2 separate regions of the Macaca mulatta genome follow, and region 1 is linked to region 2. The links are chromatin contacts, called in public Hi-C maps. All regions are on one chromosome and are shown on one strand. Each heading gives the region's core, a stretch centred on a gene start, on an enhancer-like site or on the middle of the called end of the contact. The rest is flanking DNA. Distances are from core to core; before and after follow the strand shown. Region 1 holds the start of TAS2R40 (taste 2 receptor member 40). Region 2 has its middle 24 kb from the start of OR9A2.

Evidence for each region. Hi-C and Micro-C count contacts between places; a contact is called where the count stands out from the background.
Region 1: a contact with region 2 is called in a Hi-C map of sperm, with 2.5 times the contacts expected there. The contact joins the promoter of TAS2R40 here to the enhancer-like site in region 2. A contact is called at or near these places in 8 of 14 Hi-C or Micro-C datasets (blood, cortical neurons, fetal cortex germinal zone and 4 more).

Annotation. Positions count from the first base shown.
Region 1 is chr3:183,245,611-183,250,963 of T2T-MMU8v2.0, reverse strand. TAS2R40 (taste 2 receptor member 40) reads right to left here and starts at 3,377. Exons shown (of 1, transcript NM_001080764.1): 1 at 2,406-3,377. The coding sequence starts at 3,377. The coding sequence ends at 2,406.
Region 2 is chr3:183,013,936-183,019,343 of T2T-MMU8v2.0, reverse strand. No RefSeq gene overlaps it. Among named protein-coding and RNA genes, the nearest start is that of OR9A2, 24 kb to the left of the region's middle. Within about 2 kb of position 1,958, at least 3 of the 40 cell types and tissues checked have an H3K27ac peak or open chromatin away from gene starts, as enhancers often do.

The DNA of each region.
Region 1 (5,353 bases), core at 2,128-4,627, 230 kb before region 2:
GGCCATGGCTGCCAGTCTAGCCTTTATTTGCAAGGACTCGACCAGGTATGAGGAGAGAAGCCAGACACCCTGCCTCTGGGCTGGGCCTGCCAGACTGGAATCTCTTGCTAACCAAAATCCCCTTACCTGCTCCACATTCTAGATGAATATTCAGAGTGACTTTGTGGGTAAAGGAATCCTTCACTCTATCACTTTCAACATCCCACAGGGCTGTGGGGCGAGAGAGATGATGTAGAGTGTGCAAGGTGGAAACCTGTAATAATATTGAGACCATAGCAAGCCGGGCTTTGCATTTGGTTACAGACTTTTGTCCAGCAGAGTCAATTATTGTCTTCATTTAGGACTTCTGATTGCTGTCTAAAGCCAGACAACTTGAAGACTAGGTATTCTGGGTCTTTCTGAGTTTTATGTACTGGGGTTTTACGTACAGAAGAAAGAGAATTGGGTTTTACATACAGAAGAAAGAGAATTGGAGAGAATTTTATCTTGTTGAAGGCAGGGCAGCATGTACATTGATAAGGATGTTATCATCCTTGGAGCTTTTGTTAGCTATTTGCTGCCTTAGGCTGTTGCTAGCAATGAGATGATATTTCTTCATAGTAAGCATGGAGAGGAGTTATCCACTTCGTGGTCTTGACATGGTTCATGTTAATATAATGGCAACTTTAAATCAATTTTCTCTCTAACTCTGTAATGCATCAGAGAACCCTTAGTGGGTACATGGCCCTTTTATCCACATATATAACTTGGAGGGAAGTGTATATTTCTTTATTCTAGGGATTGGAATAAAACTTCAAAATCTAATTTGTCTTACTATAACAAATACCGCCTGAAATAGTCATATAAATAACTATAGCTTAAGAAAACTATCAAAAGTATGTGTTTCCTTAATATTTTGACTTTTAAGGTAGATAAGTCTCAAACTGAGCTATAAAGGAATCTGTGTGTGTGTATGTGTGTATATGCTGTGTGTGTATGTGTGTGTATGCTGTGTGTGTGTATGTGTGTGTATGCTGTGTGTGTGTATGTGTGTGTATGCCGTGTGTGTGTATGCCATGTGTGTATGCCATTTTTGCAGTTTATGGATGTAAGGAACTCTTTCTGAAATGTGTGCTTGAGAGCCCTGGAGCTCAGAACTAGACTTTGCTACTGACCTTATACTTTCATTTGAGGACTACCTAAGTTTGGTATGATTCGCAGCATTCTTTTTACATTTTCCTCAATAATCGTGATTTAAAATTTACCTAATAAAAGACAACTTCAGATTCCTAACGTTCAAGCTCTAAGATATCTGGGGAGGGGGTGTCCAATATTTTGTGAACAGCTCTTTGAGACAATGCTGCTGGAACCATCCTGAAGAATGACAACGGAGAATAATGTTTTTCCTCTTCTCCAGCGGTCTGCCCCAAGTAACCCGCTCTTGCCCCACTGTTTACTTCAAGGTAACCCAGAACTGGTAAAACCAGAGGCACAGGTGCCACTAGCATTGCTACAGGTCGGGAACTGAGCAAAACAGACACTCACTTACTCCAGCCTCTTTCTTTTCTCTTTTGGCTTCCTGCCCACTTCACTCTTTTCCCTGCATTCTTTCTTTCCTCTCTGCTCACTTTGTCCCCTCCCATTTGGAGAAATAAAGCATTGAACTGACCCTTCACGTATTCATCTGCCATTCTATAACTCATCTTTATCTCCAAACATCCTTTCTAGACTATTGGTTTTTACCCATCCCCTCTCTTTTGGCATCATCTTCTGGAATTCCTGGGATCAGGATGTCACCCTATCACTCCACTAATAGCACACATGGCCTGCTTGCAGTCAAATCCAAAGCCTTTTTCTTCACCCTTTACTTTCCTCGGAACCTCTGCAGCACTTCTTGATAATTTCTGGCAGCCTTTCTTTCCTGAATCTTCTTTCTCTGTAGCCACTCTGGTTTCCCTTCTACCCCATGGACTGAGTGCTGTGCTCTGCTTCACCAGCCCTAACTGTGTGTTAGTTGGGTGTCTTAAGTAGGATGATCATGTAATTCTTCATCCAGACCATGATATTCTTGAGAATTGAAGGGTGCTCAATTGACAACAGACAATAAACAGAGATTGTCCCTGGCAAACCGATATGTCTGGCCACCCTCTCCTTAAGGCTCAGGAGGAGAAGAAAGCAGAGAGATCTCAGGGCAGGATATGAATGAACATAGTTCGAGGAACTTTCAAAGTCCATCTTCAGGTTTCTTGGTTACTTCTGTTTAGAATCTCAAGTTAAAAATTCAGCTTCATGTTCATAAAAGGGTCACGTTTTCTGAGAAGTGTCAGAGCAGGTTTGGGAGAGAAGAGATGGGTGAGGAGAGAGTTCTACCTGAGGAAAAGGCAGAAGTGGTTGGACCAGGTCCCGCAGTCCTCCCTGAGTTCCAGTCACAGAGTCTGCCCTTTTAGGTAAAGAGGAACTTGGCTCTGAAACCGCTTCCAGGCTCTTCTCAGCCCAGGATTGCCCAAGATCAGTTGTATTGAGTGGCCGGCAGGGTAGGCAGCCATGATGATCTTGCACAAAATATTCCAGGAACTGTAAGTGTCAAAGATGTTGGACATGGAAAGAAATAGAGCAACTGCATTGAAAATGTAGAGGATGAGAAAGTAGCTGGTGGCTTTGATGGCCCCTATGTGAGCCTTCATGCTGGGGTCCCTGGACCCTGTGGCATTGCTTCCCATGTGTAGGGTGTGTCTCTTGAGAGAGAGGATCAGCAGAGTGGCTGCCAGGATGAACATGATCAGAGGAATGAAGATCCCTATGTTATAGAAAAATACCAGGTTGACCATATTGGTCTCAGAGAAGTACTTCTTCTCCGTGGAGTTGTAGGAGGGGATAGGAATGGAGCTATTCACATACACATTGAAGACATCTTTTGAGAGAGGAAAGCTGAAGCTTAAGGAAACCAACACTGACAGCCCGAGGAGCCAAGGCATCAGCACTATGATTTTCCTCTTCATCAGGAAGAACAAAGGATGATTGAAGTTTGCAATTCTAAGACAATAGAAGACTTTGAGCCAGGCAGCAAACCAGAGATTGGAATGGTTCAGAAAGACAGTGATGACTTTGAAGAGGATATACACTGTGTTTTGGTTATAAACAATTCGGAATAGCAGACTGAAAATGTTCTCCAGCATCATCCAAATCTGTAGCAAGAGCCTGGAAAAGCTCAGCATCAACATAATGCAGTCACCAGTGGGGAGTGTTTTGCCCCTGGCCCACTCAGCCCCATAGATGGCCGTGATGAAGCCACTCCCAAGGATGCCTGTGATGCACTCTATTCCGGAGACCACCAAGGTGAAGATGACCTTGAACCTGGATATGTCTTTGTCTGTGGCATCTGTGTTCATGGTTGCCATTCTCTTTGATCCTGACTTTCAGGTTTCTATGCCAAGAACGGGTAACTGCTCTGCAATCTTCTGACCCTTGCTCAATGTTATTGTAATTTCCGCCCCCCTCATTAATGGTTATTTCCAATTTTTCTCCATTTGTTTATCACATGACGACAAGTTAGAGGTTTCACATGCAAATAATGAGAGGATCTGGTTACTGGGTCTGTCTCAGTTTTTCATAAAGATACATTTGTCTTGGGCTTTCAGAAGCTCACTGGAAATAATTTGAGACATGTTTCTAGCTCAATACCTTCCTACCTTATTTACTTTAAGTCCACATTTACCTGATAAGGCATGAATACAAGACCTTTTTACTTGTCTCACAAGATCTCTGTTACCTGCTAAATTATTTGTAAAAGCTCATACAGCTTTTAAAATCTGTTTTCTCCACTTCTTTTCTTGTCTCTCTTATTTTGGGAGAGAGTTTTATTTTGATGGTTACCATGTTTGTGAATAAGAAATTCCCATACGCTCATATATGAACATCTTTTACTTAGAATTGAGTTTCTTCCAAAAAGGCCTGCTATTATAATGTCCTCAAATAGTATACAGAAAAGCCAAAATTGGATGCCATTCAAGTTGGAGACAAGGAAGTCTCCATAGTCCCAGTTTTTATTGTTTGTGTACGTGTCATCAATTTCAGCTTACTGAGATCCCACATGACTATTTGAGCTCAGAATCAGGTAGAATGAGCCTGGGGAGAATTCAGTGTTTTGGACTTGGTGTTGAAGTTCAGAAATATGATAAGGTACTATAACTTGAAATTTAATTTCCTACTTTTTAACCCTGGCTGTGAACCAGAATGGTAGATGCCCGGGACTCATACAAATCTAGGAAATCAGAATCTGGACTAGGGCTCAGGCATGCTATCTTTTAAAAAAGCCAAAAGGTCTTGTTGCTCATAGTCAGGATTGAGAACCAAAATCTTAGCTAGAAACCAATGAGCCTTGGGTCAGATTTGGTCTGTGGTCTTTTTACTTTGCATTGGCTAATGCTATACAGCATTAATCCACCAGTGTGTAACTTTTTTTTTTTTGAGGGGTTCTATTGGCCAACATTTAAACTTAGGAGATTACTTATATGCACACACAAAAAATCTATCTTCTCTTGAAAAATTAGAAGATTTGGCATAGTGAATTGGCTGAAGCTGAGTAGTGGCTGCCCATTTTAAACAAGGCATATACTTTTCAGTTTGTTGACAATACTAATTCCTAGTGTCTTCTTGACACAGAAGCTGAGTGCCAGTTATCATTTTCCAGTGTGCTTGCCCTGTTATTTTTATTTGATTTATTTTTTTTTTTTTTGAGACTGGGTCTCACTCTGCCACCCAGGCTGGAGTGCAGTGGCGTAATCATGGCTCACTGCAGCCTTGACCTCCATAGCGCAAGTGATCCCCACACTTCAGCCACTTGAGTAGCTGGGACTACAGGTGCATGCCATCACACCTGGCTAAGTTTTGTATTTTTTGTGGAGACAGAGTTTCACCATGTTGGCCAGGCTGATCTTGAATTCTTGGGCTCAAGCAATCCTCCCATCTCAGCCTCCCAAAATACTGGGACTGTAAGTGTGAGCCACCATCCCTGGCCTTGGTCCATTATATTTTTTTATAATATAAATGGATGAATGATAAAAATGGATTTCCCCACCCCAAATTAATTTTATTTAAAATAAGGAAGTTGGCTCGGCTCAGTGGCTCATGCCCGCAATCCTAGCACTTTGGGAGGCTGAGGAAGAGGATTGCTTGAGCTCAGGGGTTTGAGGTCAGGTTGGGCAACATGGTGAAACCCCGTATCTACAAAAAATACAGAAAATTAGCCGGGCATGGTGGCACGCACCTGTGGTCTCAACTACTCGGGAGGCTGAGGTGGGAGGATCCTTGAGCCTGGGAGGTGGAGGTCTTGGTGAGCTGAGATGGAGCTACTGCACTACAGCCTGGGTGACAG
Region 2 (5,408 bases), core at 709-3,208:
TACTCTCCTAAAATTAACTGAGCTGAAAAATGTGAGTGTTCCCTTGTTTTTCCCTGGGTTTGGTTCCATCATAAGGAATTCAACAGAACTCAGAATATTTCAACAAGTCTTGCTGTTCTAATTTGAACAGTAATAGAGTACTTCCTTTCAAAACCTCAGCTCTTTGGTTGCCAAGCAACCATTAATTTATTGTAACTAACTAGTTTTAAAATATATGTGATGATGAAATGCAACAATATGCTTTTCTTGCTCCTGAACGTACACAGCATTGGCCAGATCCGAAAGAATATGGCGGTCTTGAAGTATCAAAAACAATCATGAGGAATGCTTTCTGAGATCAAGAGAAGAAGAAATCTGTTCCCTGTATGAGCTCCTTAAGAGTGGCCTTAGGGAATACAGGAATCTGTAAGGGTTATAAGGTTTACACAATTCGATGTCCACAAAATTAGAGAAGCCCCAGGCACTGGAAGATCCCTAAAGAAGAGTGACATGAACTAGGAATAAGATATAGGGTTCCCTTGAAGGGCCCTGACAATACTTCCATTCAGTTCATTGGCAGAACCTTTTAATTCATCCTGTATTATGTAAGGATGTTTTAAAGTGTGTGTAGTCGATTTATTAAATGTGCTAAATTCAATGGGATAGAAATAGGACAGACCATATTTTTCCCTCTCCCTTTGCCTCCAACGGGCTCCATCAGGTCTCCCTGTCCTTCCCCTGTCACATTTAGGGTAGATCCTGTAATTTTCCTCACTTTGCTTAAAAATGCCTTCATAGTGTCCATGAAGACCCATTATGAGGTGTTAAATTGTGCTTTTCAATCTATATTAGAGCTTCAATATTGAAAGTTCCAATTTAAAGAACTTCTTTTCCACTGGTCATAGCTGACTGGCTATTTAGAGACCTGCAGGTGGAGAGCAGGAATGGTTTGCTCTTTTCACTCCTCCTTGCTCGTCTACTCCAATCGCCCATCTCTGCCTGGATCCTGTGGTATTAAGACAGGGAAGAGGAGGTCGGGGGAAGGGGATGATGTCTTTTCACTTGTCTGGAGCTGTTTGTCCCATCCCTAGCTGCTGATGCCCTTTCGTGGGGCAAGCATCCAAATGGTATCTTTCTTACTGGGTGCATTTGTGGATTCTTTAGATACCTTGTAGGAATACCGGCATTTCACATTGCCTTGTGATCCCCCTCAATTCCTGTGCTTGTTAAACTTACAGCCTCTCAGTGCTGGGGTCTCCTCATTTGAGGAGGTAGCGCTTTTGGGCCAGGAACCTTCAAGGTTCATCATTCCCATGGCATCCACGTGGCCCCTTTTGCCCTATCAATGATAGGAATACCAGCTTGCTATCATAACTTCCCATTGATAAGGCAAGAGGACTCTTTGCTCTCTCAGACTCTGAAGATAGGTGTTCATTGCTGTAACAGTGAAATAGCAAGAGAACTAACATAACTAACTCCATTTTTGTTTCAGGGGCCTTTACCCATTCCTGCATGTAGGCTAGGATAATTTTAGAGCACTGAGATATTACATAAAAACGGCAATCATGTAGTTTTAAAAACTGACTCTGGGATTAAAGGAGACTTATGTAAACAATTAACTATGTTTTGTTAAAGATTTATAGGAGCATCATGACCTGACCAAAGACAAAGAAGTTCCCCGCCTCCTCAGACCCTTGCTGGTGCCCGGATGTCTGTGAGGTCATTGGTCACCTCTGCATCCCAACCCCCTCCTCCTTCTCCAGCATTAACATAAAAAGAGTACAATTTGTACTGATTTAAGATGGTACTTTAGGATGCAATTCCATCATCGTCTCGGTTTGCTGGCTCTCCGAATGAGCATGCTTTTCCTCCCACCAATTCGTGTCTCATTTTGGGCTTTTCAGCAATGAGCAGCTGAATCGGGGTTCGGCTGCATTGCTTCCTGAGATTCTCTCACCATGTCACTCCCCTGGGGGCACCAGGGTGGGTCTCTTGGGGCTTTGTGTTCAACCAGGAAGTGGTGTAAGAAACAGACCTAATTTCTATAGGATAAGTAAAGGACCTAAGCCTCTTGGAGATTGCCTTTACTTGCCTAGGGCACGGGGGAGAAGGAGCTATAAAACTGTACTCCTGTGAATTTCCTCCCTCTAGTAAACACCCTTTTTCTTTCTAGCATGGGTGGGTGGTGAAACAAAGGCCAATGGGTTGTCATGGCATTTTTAATAAGTCTTACAGATCTGTGACTGGCACTTTTTAAAATTATTTTGGTACTAAATGCCTATTTCTTGTGGCCTTGAAATTCTGTGATATATGAAAATGTTAATTTTCGTATGTCATTATAGAGGCAACCACAAGAGGGCAATGTTTCAGCAGCAGAAACAAAACCCTAGGAGAAGATGGCTGCCCTCCTTGGAATCCACTGATGTTGCTCTGATGCCTTTGGTCTACTTAGGTTGAAAGCTAGATAGAAAGTTCAGAATTGGGACAAGGTCAAGGGTCACATCAAGAGAATGCAAAGAGGGAAAGGTGTAGCAACACAGCAGGACACCAGACAGGCAGACAAAGACTAGAAAGTTTGGGAAGAAATCTGCAGTTGAGAAATGGGAAGTAAAGCATTCTTTTCTCACTTCTACTCTTACCCTACAAACCTGCTCCAGGCTATTCCACTCTGTGGTAGGTGGAGTCTTCCAAGAAGTAGACACCCAGAAGGATCAGAAGTCTGAGCAATTTCTTTGGGAAAATACGGAGGGAGAAAGAAGAAGCCTGGCATTGGGAAGGCAGGGAGAGCCATCAGATAGTAATGGGGGCATGAACATTATGAAGGAGAGAGTCAAGGTGGGAAGATTGAGTGGAAGATCTGCAACAGCCGTGCAGCTCCAACAAAGTCCAACAAGGGCACCGAGTTGTTCTTAAGTTTACATTGCTTACCTGAGTGGCTCCCTGCCAGCCACAGTCATTAGCTGGGAGCAGTCTGTGGGAAGCAAGACCTAACGAAGACATGAGAAGGATTTTGGAGCATAGCAGCTAGGGCTGCCAGTCAGCTATGCTCCCTATCGTTAGAGATATGAGAGGGGCATTTGCAGGGCCACTGCACTCCCTAAACAATGAATGAATGAATGCCCTTTTCTTATAGTTGTTTAACCACTACGTTACCATCCAATCTTATATCTATTTCCTGCAAAGCTTTTGAAATACAAGTACCTACCCACTGTTATTATTTACATACTTCACATGCATTTTTTTAAATCCACAGCAAGTTGGATTCTCCTTCCCACTGTCCACTGAAACTGTTCCAGCCAAGGTGATCAGTGACTTCTCATTTATTTGCCCTATTTCCAAAGACTGCAGGAATTTGGAGCTCAGAAATAAAGTCAAGTGGGGAAGATAATGGTGGATACAGAGATATTTGAACAGCCAAAAATGCGAGAGAGGGAAGGGAGATAAAGCTTTGAACATTTTATAAAAGAGAAGGAAGAAAAGAAGAAGACTGAGAGGTTAAAGAAAGTGTGGACTTTAAAAAAAACTTCTGGGATACTGAAAAATCTTTTCAAGCAGGCGAATCAGGCAAACCCAGGGACTTTGTGATCACATGAAATTGAAGTGGAAAAAAGAACCAATCAAATCTTGCATCTTCTGGCTACCCTCAGATTTGCCAGAAGAGGTCAGCAAAGACATCGACATCAGTCTTTGCCCTCCCTGGAAGAAGGATGGTGGGTTAGAAAGTGCTTTCTGCCACTTTGATTAGAATTTATGCAAGGCTTCCATTATCCATACCCCTATCTTTTTTAGGCCCTCTTTCCAGAGTTTAACAGCTGCCTGAGCTCCTGGTGAGAGGACAGATCAATCCAAAATAAATAATAACACACATAATCTGTGTGTCTTATGGAATGACAGATCTTCAACTTAAATTTATGTACTGCATCTCTATGTAAACTAATTAAAATTTCTGGCATGTTAGCCTATGCAATTAGACAAGAGAAAAAAATGCAGGGGCAAGATGTTAAAAAGGAGGAGTAAATAAGATTAACATGAATTTTAAATAATTTGTTTATCTGGAAATCTCAACAAAATAAAGTAAAAAACCCATGTGGCTGGGCACAAAATTTATATTGAGAGTCAAAAAACTTCACATATAAAACATATTAAGTTAGACAATGTAGTGGAAGAAAAGAACCTCATTTACAAAAGCAAAAACAAATATAACATTATTAAGAATAAGCTTGACAAGTAACGATTTGCATTTAAACGAGATTGACACTTAAAAAAAATGCTCCTGAAAGACACAAAAGTAGATTTGAACAGATGGAAAGGTGGAGTAAACAATATAAAGATATCAATTCTCCCCTAAGTGTATCCATAAAAATGTTACAATCACAATTAAAAATTCAATAGTATTTTTTAAAGCTAGACAAGCAGATTATACTTTATTAATTCATTCATTCATTATTTCATTCATTTATATTTTTAGAGACAGAGTCTTGCTCTATCACCCAGGCTAGAGTGTAGTGGCATGATCATAGCTCACTGCAGACTTGAACTGCTGGACTCAAGTGATCCTCCCACCTCAGCCCCCTGAATAGCTGAGATTACACACATAAGCCATTATGCCAAGCTCAGATTATATTTTTCATTATGGAAAAATAAACAAGCAAAAAATTTTCAAAAACATTCTGAAATGGAGGCATAATGAGGAATAACTATATCTGTAAAAGAGATTATATAGCTATAATTTAAACACTCAGTACTATCATTGGGAAAAAATGAATTATTTAATAAATGGTCAAACTAGGCAGCTACCTAAAAAACAAAAGTTAATTCCATTAATGCCTATGTCATACCAAGCTGTTTAAAATGGGTCAAATATTTAAATGTAAAAAAAAAAAAAACCATAGATTTAACATAAGAAATAAAAGAATGTTTATAAAAATGGGTAAGACCTTTCTTAGGATGACATAAAACACAGATGTCATAGAAGATTGACAAACCTGACTTTATTAAGAATTTTTTAAAAATTTGCTTTGGTTAATACTACCCCAAGGTAAATAGACACACGAAAACATCAGAAAGTATTTTCAACTCATATCACAAAAGGTTAATTTGTGTCATGTGTAAAAAGCTCCTATAAGAAAAAATATAACTTCTCAGCAGAAAAATGGGCAAAAGATAAGCACATATGAGAATATTTTCATCTTCATCCATAAAGAGAACAATAAAAATTAAAACCATATTAAGATACTATTTTCACTTATTAAACTGGCAAATGTCAAAAAGTTTTATAATACACTGCGTGAAAATAGGTAGTGTAAAATGTAATCACCTGCATGAAGGGCAGTTATGTAATATATATTAAAGCGACAAATGCTTTTACGCTTTGGTCTAGCAGTTCCTCTTCTAGAAATTGTCATTTAGATATTCCGGTACAGAGAAAT